2 separate regions of the Drosophila melanogaster genome follow, and region 2 is linked to region 1. Evidence: chromatin contacts called from public Hi-C data. All regions are on one chromosome and are shown on one strand. The core of a region is the stretch at or near the end of the contact, and the rest is flanking DNA. Distances in the headings are between cores, read along the strand shown.

Region 1 (7,170 bases), core at 3,099-5,598:
GACGCAGTGGGGCAGGCCAAGACAGCTTGGTCATGGCCATGGCCACGAATGGACGCCGTTTTGGGAGTTCTGTTTGGCCCAAAAAGTGGAGGAAAAAAGGAGGAGTGCAGGCAGCCGGCAGTGAAGGTCGCCAACTGGCAACACAGAATTCCATTAGACCGGCAGACGCAGTGCAATGCAAATGGCCAACAGCCAGCGGACGGAGGACGGAGGAGGACAGAGAGCAGTGGATGCGCTAGGCCAGAAAACAAGCATCGAAAGCGAAAGCCCCATGGATTTTGGCCGGGACACTGCGGGTCCCTTTGAAGCGCCACTTGCTGCACCATCCAGCGTAATCATGTAATCGGGTCTATCATTGCTGGTTATGTAAGTGGCTCTAACTGCAATTAGGGAGTGCCTGCCATGAACGGGACAATCAACTTGTCAACGCAAATTACGGCGACAAATTAGACAGCTGTCATGGTATTTTCAGGAGAAGTGGGTGCCAAAACATGGAGTTTTCACTCCTGGCCGGCGGGTCAAGGGTTGATAGTTAAATGTCATTAGTTGCAGTGACTATCTGTGAACTTTCGTTGCCATGCTGGTTGGCTTCTATATATATAATGCAATAGTATTCTCTTACTGTTGTGCGTAATGGAATTGAAGACATAATCGTGAAAAAATTTTCGCGATAAGACTTTTGCGGTATTGGATCTGTTTAAATGAAAACTCATAAAACATTATGTTTTTCTTCCAAGAAAAGCGTTAAACAGCTCCCAGAACAATATATTTCCAATTAACAAGATTAGTTCAGGACATTTATAAGAATTGTCTTAGTAATATTATGTGGTAAGAGTTTCAATTAATATGAATTAAATCGATGTTCTATCTGTCAATAGCTATGCCTTACCATTTACTCTATCCAAACGACATTTTCCTTACTTCCTGCCGTCTCAAGAACAATTCTGCTTCTTATTTCCAAAAGTGCAAACGTCAACTTTCGGATCTGTCAACTGCAGCTACTTAACCCTACGAGCACAACTGTACCCCAAAAAGAACAAAGCCAGCTAAATGAAGGGCATAGAAAAATGAAGCAAAGTACACACAAAAAAAAATGGCAAAAATGGGGAAAAATGTGAGAAAAAAAATATAATGGTGAAAAACGAAACATACACATTCATACGCTAAAAAGTTTGCCCACTCGACGACAGACGTCAGTGGCGAACGAGACGGCGATAGCGGGTGTGAAAGAGACCGAGAATGCAACTTGGGCACACGTAGTAGACATTTGTGGAAAGGTTTCGGTGGAGCTGCATGGTGGTACAAAAAAAAAAAATGGGGAGACCCGGGTATCCGATGCGATGCGAAGTGATGTGATGTACATGGGAGCATAGAGCATGTAGACAACTGGCAACAATAACGGCATTTTCGATGCACAGAGGCGACGTTGACGAAAAGGACGCCCAGGAAAAGTGGGTGGTTGGAGGGGGTATGGTTTTCCCACTTTTTTTTTTTTTTTTTTTGGGTGGGAAGGTTGGGAAGTTTTGCTCGTCGACGACGAGTTGCCAACAGCCACTTGACACTTTCGTCGTCACATGAATGGAGCCGTAAAAATGCGACGCTTCTGCATTCGTTTCATTTTCGTACTCCCTTTTTTTTAGATTTTTGCTTTTTTTCGGGGGGTGCGGCACTTTTATATTTGGTTAGAAAGTACAAAAAAAAAAAACAAGTGCAGAAATGAAGCAAATACATTCATGCATAATTTTTATGGCACTTTGAGTGATAGGGAAGGAGCCGGAGCGCCCGACATCCATTTGGGATGCCAAAACGTTTTGGGAACACGCTCTCCAACACGACTTCCTTTTCCCTGTGTGGCATGCCTCTCAACATTTTGTGTTTTTTTGGTGCATTCACTTAAATGGGTAGCTCCAAAGGGAATTGGCGCTGGCAAATCCAAGGCGAGTCATTAACGCAGCAACAAAGTGATGATTAGTTGGGGGTGGCGCCGCGTTCTGGCCCCATTGCGGTTCAATGTACGCCCAAAAGCAAATAAGCGGTGGGCACACACAGATAGTCAACACGAACATGTGTTGGCCTGGCCAAAACAGCCTAGCGAAGATACGCAGGTCAGGAAATGGGAGTGGGAATGGGAATTGGCCAGCGATGATGTATTCGCGCAATGCTCACAAAAATGGCCTATGCAAGTACAGTGGATACTCATTAAGGCGATTAAAATATAATAAATTCAAAGTTAAATTATAAAATGAAATTTTAAGCTTTCTTATCAGATCTAAGGAGCTTAATTCTCTAATCCATTTTGTCTATATTATTATTTTAGTTTCTTGCATATATGTACATATTAGGCGGGGAAGAAGTCAAATTAATTTCGAAAATAGAATAATTTATCTAACATTAAGCCGCTTTCGTGCGTTCCCTGCGGTTTTATCGAGGCGGGTGTTGATGGTTCAGCTTCTGGACATGGACATGGATCTGACTGCCAATCGGCTACTGGTGGCCACTACTTGCTCAGCGTTGCATGCGGACTGGCACGCACTTGGAGGAGGGATCTCCCCCTGGACAGAGGGCAAACATAAACACTCCCCAAACCGAAGGTGCAGACAACTTTCAGGCCAAAGAGGAGTGTTCTTGGGCACTTTTTGTTCCTGTTGTTTTTTTTATTCGTTTTTGGTTATGATTGACTGAGTTCTGTTGAAACTTTGGCGTCTGCTGGCACGCATGAATTACAATTTTCGAGTAACAAAAAGAGAGCCCCTGTGGAAATGGGGGGGCTTACAATTAGCACTTTTTCGTACTTGCTGCATGGAGTGGTTTCAGTTGCCCTGATAAGCTGCAGACAGCAATTGCCTTGAGCAAGGCGCTTGAACTCCCCGGTGATCTGGCCATCTCTTTCTGGACTCATCTGACTCTCTCTCTCTCTCTCTATCTCTTAGTCACCGTGCGGTGGCAATTTCTAGCAGCAAATAGTTTTGCGACCTAAAAGTGACAAGCCTCCCCACTTTATTGCTTATTTTGTACCGGGTGTTTTCTTTTTTCGATGATAACAATATTTGCCAAGTTAAAAACGGAAAAATAAGAAATGAAGTGTAAGACCCAAAAGCAAAGCCTGTTTACGCACCACATGTGTGCGTGTCGCCAGAACTGCACTGAACTGCCTGCCACCCAGTGCATTATAAGATAAACATTTGTTTTTACTTTTTCATTTGGCAAATAACATAAAAGCGTTGAACTCGATCGCGGACCATAAAGCGGAAAATTCGCCTATAGGATCGGCAACGGTAGATGTTGACTATAATAAATGCAAATTTCGAAAAAAAATCTATTAGAAACTGTATAAAATTCTCTTCGAAAAATTGGAAAAAACATACTTCAATTTTAGTATAAATATATCTACATATATGGCTTTATAATCAGCTAAAAATCCAATCTCAGAAGCGTACAGTTTTCATAAAAATTCCTCTTTAAGAAGTTATAAGCAATCGAAATGAGCATTTCCCAGTCGAATCAATTGAACTGTTATCGTATCGAATATATCCCGTATATGACGCATAAAATTCCTATCAAAACCTTTGCAAGTAACGCACTTCCACGAAATCGAAATAATCGCGCCGAGTTAAAGTTAAAACAAAGAAAAGAAATTCCAACCAATCAGTCGGTCAGTCAGTCAGTCAGTCAATCAGTCGGTCAGTCAATCAGTCATTTAGTCAGGCGAACGGCTCAAGTGCTGAAAAGTTTATTGCACTGCGAGCGTCGGACTTTTGCTATGGCAAATATTGTTTAATACCATTTTTAAAAATAAAATTTACTGATTAAATGTGCAGCGACGACAACGACAAAGTCGACGAACGTTGACACAATGGCGGTCCTACCCCAAGACGAAATTATTTGAGCACTCTTGTTTTAATGGGACAATAAACGGACTGTAGCTATAGAGCTTCTATAGCAATAAGGCGGGAACAGAGTTCAGAGCCGAGACTATATTCCGGCGCCTATGACCATCGGAATCGGAATATTGAACGTCAGCATCACCTCTATCATTAGCACGAGCAGGAGTGTGGTTTGAACGGTTTCCCTTATCAGCATCATTTGATTTTCCCGGTGATCGCCCTTGTTCCATACCAGATACTCATTATCCAACGCGTCCTGCAGCGAACAGTCCATGTATCCGTATGGATACATCATTTGCACGGTGATACGCCATATTAGAATAAAGAATATACTGGGACTGGGAATGAGGAAGTTTCTTACAGGCCAACGACTCTGATCCTGCATACTTCTTAACTTACGCCATGCTCAAGGGCAATCCGCTCATCCAGCCTGTCTTTGGTAATTTAAAAGTACTAAAATAGTGGGGAAACACTTATTCCAATGCCTACTTATCTACATAAGTTGGTAATATATGCAATATAATACAAATGTTAAATTACTCATCATACAACGTATTTTGTACATATATACAAAGTAGATAAAAGTCAAGTAAAATGTGTGGCAATACATTTTACATGAAGGCAACCAAGTTGACATGTAAATTGGTTTGTGTCCAAGCTGTGTTCAATTCAGTAGATTTAATAGTGAAGCCATTTTAAAAGGTACATATGTATGTGTCTTCAATCCAACGTTACCTTCAAATGGAGCAGCGTTGACCATGGCCCACAGAGAACATCATCCACAGTAGGGTTCATCGTGATACCTTCCAGGGCCTGAAAAGCATCCACATAGGACAGGTCTTGGAGCTGCCTGCCAAGTTGACCGTGCTTGCACCAACCACTGACCCATAGCCGCCCGCATCGGCGGATCAGCAGAGTGTGACGAGATCCAGCAAACACCCTCAGCGGTGCGCAATCATCGTTGCTCTCCCCGCTTTGGGAGCAGGCACATTCGGGCAGATCTTGCAACTGGGGCAGCGGAAATACAGTGGGCTCTTTGAGGACGCCACCGGGTTTCATCACACGCAATCCCAGCTGACCGCTGCAGTTGAGGCCCCAGGTGTAGAGGTCTCCAAAGGCGGATATGGCCGCACTGTGCCAACCACCGGCAGCAATTTGAGTTATCTGCAAGGCACTTGAATGTGTGACAGACAAGATAAGTGGACAAGTCAAATATATATATACCTTGATCCCCGCCAGCGCCTCCAGCAATTGAGGCGTCTCCTCCACTCTCAGTTCCGCCAGACCCAACTGTCCGCGTCTGTTAATTATGACATAGAAGTGAAAAAAATTGTTAGGAATTAGAATAAGAAACTCGCTAATATCTAAATATCTTAAAACCAGAATATGTAAATATTTATAGGCTGCATTTCTGCACAGCCAACGCATTCATTATGACCTTTACTTACAGTCCATTTCCCCAGGTGAACACGTCGCCATTGGCATTGAGGAGCACGGCATGTTCATGGCCGCATTGGAGCTGCTTCACCCGAAATTGGCGCTCGGAAAACTGATGCAGGCAGCTGGGAATGCTGTAGACACAGTTTTCCGAACTTATCGCTACGTTTATGTGCGATCCACATGCAATATGCTCTATGATCGGCGACGAAGGCGCCTTGGCAGCCCCAAAGATAGAGCGCTTTGTACCCGAATTGGATCTGGGAGCAGCTTCTAGTCTAACAGCCACCAGTTCCGCTTGCAGTTTTGGTTGCACCCTGTAAAGCTGACCGCTTTGGAGTAGCACCAGGCAGTGGGAATCGGCAGCGGCAAGGGCCCTTATGTTCCCCGTTGCTTCCAGGGTCACGCACTCATTTGGGCCATCATCCAAGAGCCCACGCAGGCACAACTTCCGGCCAAAAGCGAGGGCCGCATACCGCCAGCCGATCGAAATCGTGCACTGGTTCTGAGTCGAGACTGGCGCATTTAATTCTGTAATAAAGGCAGAACTGAATTAGTACACATACATACATACGGTGGAAGCCCCCTAAAAAGATTTTGTCTAAGTTATTAGTTTATCAATTTCATTGCTATGTATGTATTTGGCCAATCAAAAAATGCAGTTGGCACCAAGTACCGATGTGTAATTTACCCTATAACTGTCAATTAAAATGCAGTCTATATCCAATGCATGAATATGAATATGCAAAGAATTTTATGGATTAATGTCCTACGTATATATTCACCTGAAAATCACTATACTCTATTTTAAACATGAAATCTTAAAAATTCATCTGGCTTAAATCGGATTCAGTTTTATAAGATAGAATTAGAATTGTAAAAATGGTATAAGCTGCATGCATCCCAGCGAGTTCTATAGCGAGTGCCTACTGTAGCAACTAAGTGATCGGCGGCTTTTGTTGCCGGTTACAAACCGCTGAAGCCGGCTGCGCAGTCGACGTCGCCGCTTACACATTCATGCTGGCCAAATGCGTTGAAGCCCGTAAATAGCAGCGGCATCTTCTTCCCGTTCCCGTTCCAATTCGAATACCGCTCGACCCGCACCCCCACCACGTCCCCCGTCTAACAATCCTTTGCAGCGGTTGCTCGGCGACCGTTGGCGCTGTTGTTGTTGCTGTCGGAATTTGTTAGAGCGTTGAGCGAATTTTGTTTTCAGTAGTTGTGCAGCGACGAGCCAGTGATGTTGTGTTTGGTGGTTGAAGTTGATCCAATTCTCAAGTTATCCGACTTTTCCTGAGTTGACCACCAGAAGACACCGTCTTGGGCGGCCAGAGCAGATTGCCGAATCGGGGGGATACAGATACGGATATAGTGGTCGGAGATCGCACCGCCTCCTGGCTGTTATTCTCGCGTTAATTATACGATGGTAGGTTGTCTCCCGGTTCCGTAACAGCTAATTAAGTGCCTTGTTGTTCCGTAATTGCACGATTTGTTTTCATTTTGCGATCGTCGCCATGGAAACCCGCCTCAAAAACTATACAACACTTTTTTGTTAGAGCAGAACTTTTTTCAGCACTACTTCGAAAGTTTTAGGCGCGTAATTATCGGTATTCGAAAAAAAAAACCAAATTGGTGGTTCGGAAAACAAAGAAACATAATAAGCTTTTTGTAGCACACAATGGAAAAAAGAGTTCTTAATTTTTAAGTGAACATGGCAAATTTTTTTACCAATAAACATTTTTATTTCATTCAACCTTGTTGTCGTTTCTTTTGGCGAGCCCTTATCTCAATTCCAACAATATGTTTGTAAAGTTCACCTGTTGATAAGCTTTTTGCATTCTATCACTAA
Region 2 (7,170 bases), core at 2,701-5,200, 60 kb before region 1:
CAAAAGGTGATAAGCTCAAGGACAATATGGCAGTTTGGCATTGCCGGTGCGCTGTTGCTGCACTCGCCTAAAAATTGTTTGTTCAATTGTGTTTATGCATATGGAAAATATCGATTTTGTTTTTGGACAACAATGCGGGGAATGCCAAACGCAATGGCCGTCACACAATTGGCTCTATTAAGGTCGCCGCGCTGTTTAAACTTTACAGTCGCGGCTGCGGAATGAGGAAGCCATAATCATAATTGACCAACTCCCATTGTCTTCCCCACCTGTTGCCCAGTGTTTTTCAGCTTTTCTTTGCGTAGGGGATTTGACATGGCCAAAGTTAAATTAAAAACATTTCCTCCCCCTGCCCACTTGCCCCTCTGCACGTTGCTCCTTGCTCCTTTGCTCCTCTGTTCCTCATTCTTCCCAATCCGAATCCTCGTTTGGGACACGCCTTCTATGTGGAGCATAGCCCAATCTCCTCGGCCAGCTAGAAACAACAACTGCCTGTTGCACCAGCTATGTACTTCCAGTGCACTTCCAGTGGCCCCACCATCCAACCAAACTATATAAACTATATAGTGGCGTGGCATGAGGAAGATGCGAAAAAAAACTGCGAGAAAGAAGCGAAATACGAAAAATAAGCACAAAAAAATCCAAAGCCTCCCAATTGCAGGAGCCATACCCCATCCCCCCATCCACACACCCATCCTGCGTCCTTTCGAGCAGAGCAACAGTTTCTTTTTCACAACATTTTCCCAGCCACACGAGGATTGGGGTAATACTGAAATCACACTAAGCTCTGTCGGATTTCGTTGTTAGCAATTTGCGTACAATTTTAAGTTGATTTTAGAATTAAGCCAATTTTTAAGGCAAAATATAGCATTTTAAGTGTGTAGTTACTTAATTAATCAAAAGTATCAGGGTTATTTAAAGTACTGATGTAGTTGTACCTATTATTTCTCTACTAAATGAGGAGATATAATTATGCATATTACATTAGCACCACAACTAAGCTGAATATATAAGTAGTCTTTTTGAATTTATTCCTAATTATTTCAAAGTAAGCGTAGTTGCGGTAAATTCACTCAAAACGCATGCATAATTTCGATAAAAGTTGATATATATATATAATGGCAACTCACAGAAGTGCAGGCTTTTTAGTTTCCATAAAAGTGAATCACGCATTTCCCTGAGCGTAGATGTACATAGACCCACTAGACCCTTTTGGCTTTTGGAGTGTGAGTCACTCACTCAGTGAGCGATAAATGCATGGCGACTACTGCCCGACTTCCCGGAGTGGCAGCAACTTGTTGCTGTTGCTTTTGCTGCTGCTGTTGTTGTTGCAACATCTAATCCAATCCAAGGCGAACAATGGCGAATGCAAATGCAGATGCAACCACTTCCTTTTGTCTGCCGGAGGAGGCGAGATGAGGAGGCCGTGTTGCAATTGCCGTTGTGCCGCTGATGTTGCCCGTGTTGCTCGTGTTGTTGCTGCTGCCTTGTGTTGATGGTCAAGGTCATGAACCTGTTCCAATAACTCGTTTCTTACGTGCAGCACACACACATACACACACACCAAGAAAGGCAGACTGGTAGTCAGATGACTGTGTGTTGCATGTTGCCCGCCTGTTGCACTCCCGTCTAATGCTAATCCTGGCCAGAAGCCAGCGGCTAGAAGCCGGGATGACTAATGGATATCCGCACAAATCAATTTGAGAACATGAAATTAAATTTCAATCCATCTTGGCTTCTGTCGCCTCGGCGGCAATTTAAAGCTAAAAACTTGTCGCCGTCGTGAAATGCGGAAAAGCCTCAAGGACAACGGCGAGTGAAAAGAAAATTGCGACGCGTGGGCGACACATCAGTCTGCCCCCACTTTTATATCCCCCTTATACCATCGACTGATTCATTGTCTTATTTTTTTCCGTCTATGTGGCAGTCAGACTGTGTCATAAATCGCCGCAAATGAATTATTCGAAATCAAATGCAATTGTGCACAAAGCGAATCACTTGGCGAAATATCTACATATATAAAAACAATAATAATAAAAACATCAAGCGCAGTGCTTTCCGTCTGTCAACTTGAAATTAGAAGCGCATTAATTAGAAATTTTTATTATTCGCTCGCACTTAATTCGCATCCACTTCATTTGTCTTTCTCTATTTTATTTTTTAATTGTTATATATACATATTATTTTTCATTCAAATTCAATAAATTTCAAGTTGACATTTATATTTGCGCATTAATTGGTCGTTAAGATTTCCGCGTATTTTTTTTTGTGCCTCATAAAGGAAAACCCATTCAAGTCCATTGTAGGTGACAGATTGTTTGGAAAAGCAAATATAACGATGGTGCTGGAAGGGGGCAGTGGTATCTATACACCCATTAGAGGCACTTGTTGGGCTTCCGAATGCAATTGTGTTGATTTCTTGAGACGATGGAAAGTTTTTCAGCTTTTCATAAACACTCGATTGATTTTCGCGAATTGCTATACATTTGAGTAACAAGACTTTAATTACCTCTTTCAATATTACTTAGCGAAGGCGCATATAAGTTCTTATCAAATTATTCCCTATTCTAGAATGATCTATTATTATTTCTTATGAGCAACGAACATCTTGAAAGTGAGCAAATCAGTGCAATCATTTAAGATGAATCACAGGCATTTAGAGTCATCCGATTTAGTCAACGGAACCGATCCCAAAACAATTGGAAAATGCATGATACGGCATAGGTATAATAATAACTATACAGCTCAAAAACTTGTTGCAGTTGGGGAAAATCCGGAAAGGTTCTTTGTAAACTAATGCAGGGTAATTTAAATTATACACTTAGCACTCAAGTATTTTGTTATTTGATTTTTTGCATAAATCACCCATTAGTTAGTTCTAGTAAACTTAGTTATTTAATTATAATGCAAATGGAGCTACATAATTCAGGGAAATCCCAGAAAATACGCTACCCGAATTGATAAGAAAATATCTACACTGAGGATAATTAGTAAGCCGTTAAGAGAGAGAGAGAGAGAGTGAGGACAAAATGCAATTTTTATAATACAAAAAATACATTTAATTGAAACATACATGATTTAATTAATTTTTGTAATGTTTACAAAGAACCCAAAAGTGCTGGCTCATGAATTTTTTCCCCATTCTGATGTATGTACATAAATGGAATGATTAAAAAAGAATTCTTACTCACTTTTCGTGGCAATGCGTCCCAATATTTACAAGCTCATTAATGTAAATATGTAAAAAATTTGTGGTTTTTTTGCAGTACGATGAAAACGTTGACTTTGTTTGTGGTATTTGTTTTTAATGTATTAAACTTTTTTCCTTCTATCATTTATTTGTGGTTGTCACAGCACTTTTGCATTTTCAGCTCTTTTTACTTTTTTATTTTTTTTTTTCGTTTTTAGTGGCCTGGCATGTCAACTAAAAAATTTTTGTCATAAGAAAAACGCACGTTAAAGGTTTTTCTCTCAGTTGCTGTTGTTGTTGTTTTCGCTCGGGAAGAGGAAGCATGTTAAAGGTAGTGTGCATGTGCGTGTGCGTGTGTGTGTGTGTCTGTCTGTGTATGTGTGTGTGAGTAGAAAATAAATAAAAATTCGCACACCGCGACCAGCGTCAACAACAAACAAGCAACAACAACAACAACTGACACTGACAGACCGACGTTACTAATACGCAAGAGCGCAGGCAGCGACGCCGGCAAACGCTGCAGCAGCGAACGCCGCCTTCGATCCGAACCCAAATCGGTCGGGCACAAGAATCGCCCGTCTGGGCAGTGAGGAGAATGGAGAATCTCGCAGAGAAGCCGAGTCTGGCGAGAATATCCCACTATCGGAGTAGCCAAGTATCCGAGAAACCGAGAATCCGAGGAAGCGTGAAGCCGAGAAACCGAGAAACCGAGAATCCGAATCCAAATCCAAATCAGCGGGGCCGGGACCGAAGCGAACCGCTCGAGCCGACGGACAATAAAGCTAAAGCCAGCCTGCTGCCACAGCTGAGCAGACCGCTGCAGTCGCGTTCGACGAGCGGATGCACTCACGCACACAAGCAAGCCAGCATTTCCACTCGGCCAAAAAGTGCATTCGCAGAACTCACTCAATGAGAGCGAGAGGGAGCGGAAGGGAGAGAGAACGAGAGGTTGGGAGAGCGAGTTAGCCGGCTTGCGTGCAACTGTATGGGTGCCTTCATTCATGGCAGCCGGTAAAAAAAGGCTAAAAGCGAAATTGGTTAACAGAGAGCCACAGCAGCAAGAGGCTAGAAGTAGACGTTGGAAAAAAAGCGAAGAAAAAGAAAATGGTGGCCCAGAGAGCGCTGGATTTTCCGCTCAAGTCGCGGGAAAGGCCAAGAGCAAGTACAGTGCAATTTTTAATTGCACACACACACACACACACACACAGAGACTCGCACTCACACACACACATATGCATAATGCACGCTCTCTGAGAATTTCACACATATTTTTTTATTCAAGCAGCATTTTGTTCTCGAGTTTGTAAAAATTTGCAACGATTCGCTGCCAGTAGTGGTGCTTGCATTTCATTTTTTTTTTCTTTCTGCTCAGCCTCAGTTTTGGTGGGTTTTCGATTTTAGGTCCGCGTCCGAATCGCCAGCGTTCGGCACTGGAGGCGCTCACTCACCGCTCGAAATGCAACTGGCGGCCAGCGACGAAGCAAACCGATCCGAGCCGGCTATACGTCTATATATTCCACATCCACTTCCCACAACGGAGGCTCTTCTCGGCCGGGGGAGCGGCGGGGCACGCGGAAATCGGCGGGAGGAATACGTAGGCTACCGTTGCACATGCACTTTTTTAGTTTTTATTTTGGTTTTGAGCTTTTTTGTTTTCGTATTGTTTTCGTTTTTTCACTTTTTTCGGTGCGAATGTCGAGTGCCAGAGCGTACTGAAAACTAAAATAATTCATTTGGGCTGCCACTTTGAAGAATTGCGATTTTTGTGAGAGAGTCGGGAAAGGATCTATGGATGGTGACCCCCAAGGATTGAGCGATCGATAATTGGGTTGGAGCCCAGATAAGCGTTGCATTTTTCCGGGAATCGTTATAGTGCACTACTCGAGGGTCGTAAAAGTAGACAGCTTATTTTTAGTAAACAATCGTATCAGTTCTATAACCCAAATACCTTTGTTAAGCCTTATAAATTATACCAACCCACAGACTTCTCTTATAGTTATTTTTATTTGAGTTATCAAAAATCGTCAAATTTTTGACATTTTTCATAAGGCCATTTCCAGCTAATTATGTTTGCTAAGAACTTCAAGACTTTATATTAAAGTCATTTTGTCAAGACATAAGATAATCGCCTTTAATATAGCCTGACTAACCCCAAAATTACCCATTGACTGACTGAGAAACTGAGTGAGTACCTATTATTAACCAAAAGCCCCAACGAGGAACTGATTGCGCACCTTAGCGACTGAACAACTGGGAAACTGACGACCGGACTGACTGACCAACTGAGGAAATGACCGACTGAGAACAGACTGCAATTCGAGTCGACTTGCAGCGACTCAATTGCATGTCATTGTAGACGAAAATATTTTTAGTTTTATTGTTATTATTTTCCTTATTTTTTGTGCAGTTTTTTCGGCGTTGACTTGGCGTTGGCGTTGACTGGAACAACTTATGGACCGGACCGATGGAGAATGAGATGTGGGCGGTGAAGGGGCAACTAGAAGAGGGGCAACTGAGGGGCTGTTGGGGGGATATACTCTGGGCCTGGCCCCTGGTCTCTGCCAGAATTTTGAGTCGTGACTGGTTTCAAGGTCCCTCAATTAATGCGAAAATTTCGTTGTAATTTTTGTGCCGCTTTTTTTTTTTTGCTGTTTGTGTTTGCATGATTGTAAATGAAAGAAACAAAATTCGTGTATAATAAAAATAGTAATTGTTTAGTTGGTTTCGCTTTTTTTTCTGCTGTTTTGTAATTTGTTTTGGTTTTTATTTGCTGTGGCACAATTGCTTTTTTCGAATGCTATTCTAATAAGCGAAATATTTGTGCATTTAATTGCGCTCACAAATGACCTTGAAGCTGGTTTGCACAGCTCTGACATTTGTGTGGTTGGGGAGGAGTGACAAAATTGGGGTGGGAAAATTGATACCTAAGCTTATTTAACATTTGCAAATCAATTAAAAAGTGTTATTGAGACCATATGAATAAAATATTATTTCATGACAAAATACGACGATAATCACTTGATCGAAAAAAGGAACTCTCAAGGACTTACCGTCCGCTTTAAATTGCATCTTCCGGTGAATCAGAAAAGCTACCAAAATACGCTCTTGCATAATTATCCTTTGAGCTTGAAGTCCTGCCCACCCCTGGCCCAGATTGATGCCCACATCCGCTATGAAACTCCAGTCGTCGTCATCCTCTCAAGCACTTAAGCACTCGGCACAAGTATGCCCGAAAAAGGAAAAGAAAAAAACCAATACGAAAACAAGGAGCAGCCGAAAAAAGCAGAACTTCAAAACATAATGTCGCCATCAAGGAACACATATAATTGCTGTATTTACAAAAGATAAAATCGGCGACAACATGCACACGACCCGAACTTGTCGAAAGGAAAAAGTGCAGCGGAGGCGCAGCGAAATATGGAAAAAAAATGAATGAATGACGGACCAAGCAATTAAAATTAAAACCACGTAAGCAAATGCGACAAAAACCCCCGAAAATGTCGTTGAAATGATGGGCAAAGGGGGGAGAGATACTGCACAACTGAAAAATCCACCCCAATGCAATTGCATTCTGTACACAAAAGATGCACGAACCAAAACGTGCAATTTGTGTTGAATGCATTTCGAAAAAAGCAAACAAAAATCGGAAAAAAGTACCCAAAAAAAAAAAATGGTATGCAATTTTTGCATAATGAAAAATGCAGCAGGCAAAACGCACACACTCACACACACGCACACATGTGCAGTCTATAATGAAACGCACGGTATGCACGGGCATTGAAAGCTGAGCTGCAAGCCGAGTTGAACTGCAATCCAGACCCAAAAATATATTCTAAAATTAAAATGCAACGGCCTGACGCAATGCAAACAGCCAAAGGGGTGCAAACACAGACACTCACACGCACTCACACTCCCAGTTGCATCACGCACACCACTGCGGCTCGAGTACAAAGAATGCATTTTTGTGCATCTTGAAGATA

The links. Hi-C and Micro-C count contacts between places; a contact is called where the count stands out from the background.
Region 2: a contact with region 1 is called in a Hi-C map of the Kc167 cell line, with 2.3 times the contacts expected there. The contact joins the promoter of Eip93F here to the promoter of CG43844 in region 1. A contact is called at or near these places in 42 of 107 Hi-C or Micro-C datasets (the Clone 8 cell line, the D17-c3 cell line, the Kc167 cell line and 19 more) and 1 of 6 datasets of contacts at active chromatin or transcription factors (the Kc167 cell line).

The regions. Positions count from the first base shown.
Region 1 is chr3R:21,886,717-21,893,886 of dm6, reverse strand. CG43844 reads right to left here and starts at 4,348. Exons shown (of 1, transcript NM_001316613.1): 1 at 3,716-4,348. The coding sequence starts at 4,269. The coding sequence ends at 3,973. It overlaps CG6678, which reads right to left and starts at 6,858. Exons shown (of 5, transcript NM_142739.3): 1 at 6,296-6,858; 2 at 5,333-5,852; 3 at 5,109-5,184; 4 at 4,620-5,048. The coding sequence starts at 6,380. It overlaps dnd (dead end), which reads left to right and starts at 6,532. Exons shown (of 4, transcript NM_142738.3): 1 at 6,532-6,747. The coding sequence starts at 6,745.
Region 2 is chr3R:21,945,894-21,953,063 of dm6, reverse strand. Eip93F (Ecdysone-induced protein 93F) reads right to left here and starts at 3,950. Exons shown (of 7, transcript NM_001104395.2): 1 at 3,662-3,950; 2 at 3,192-3,424.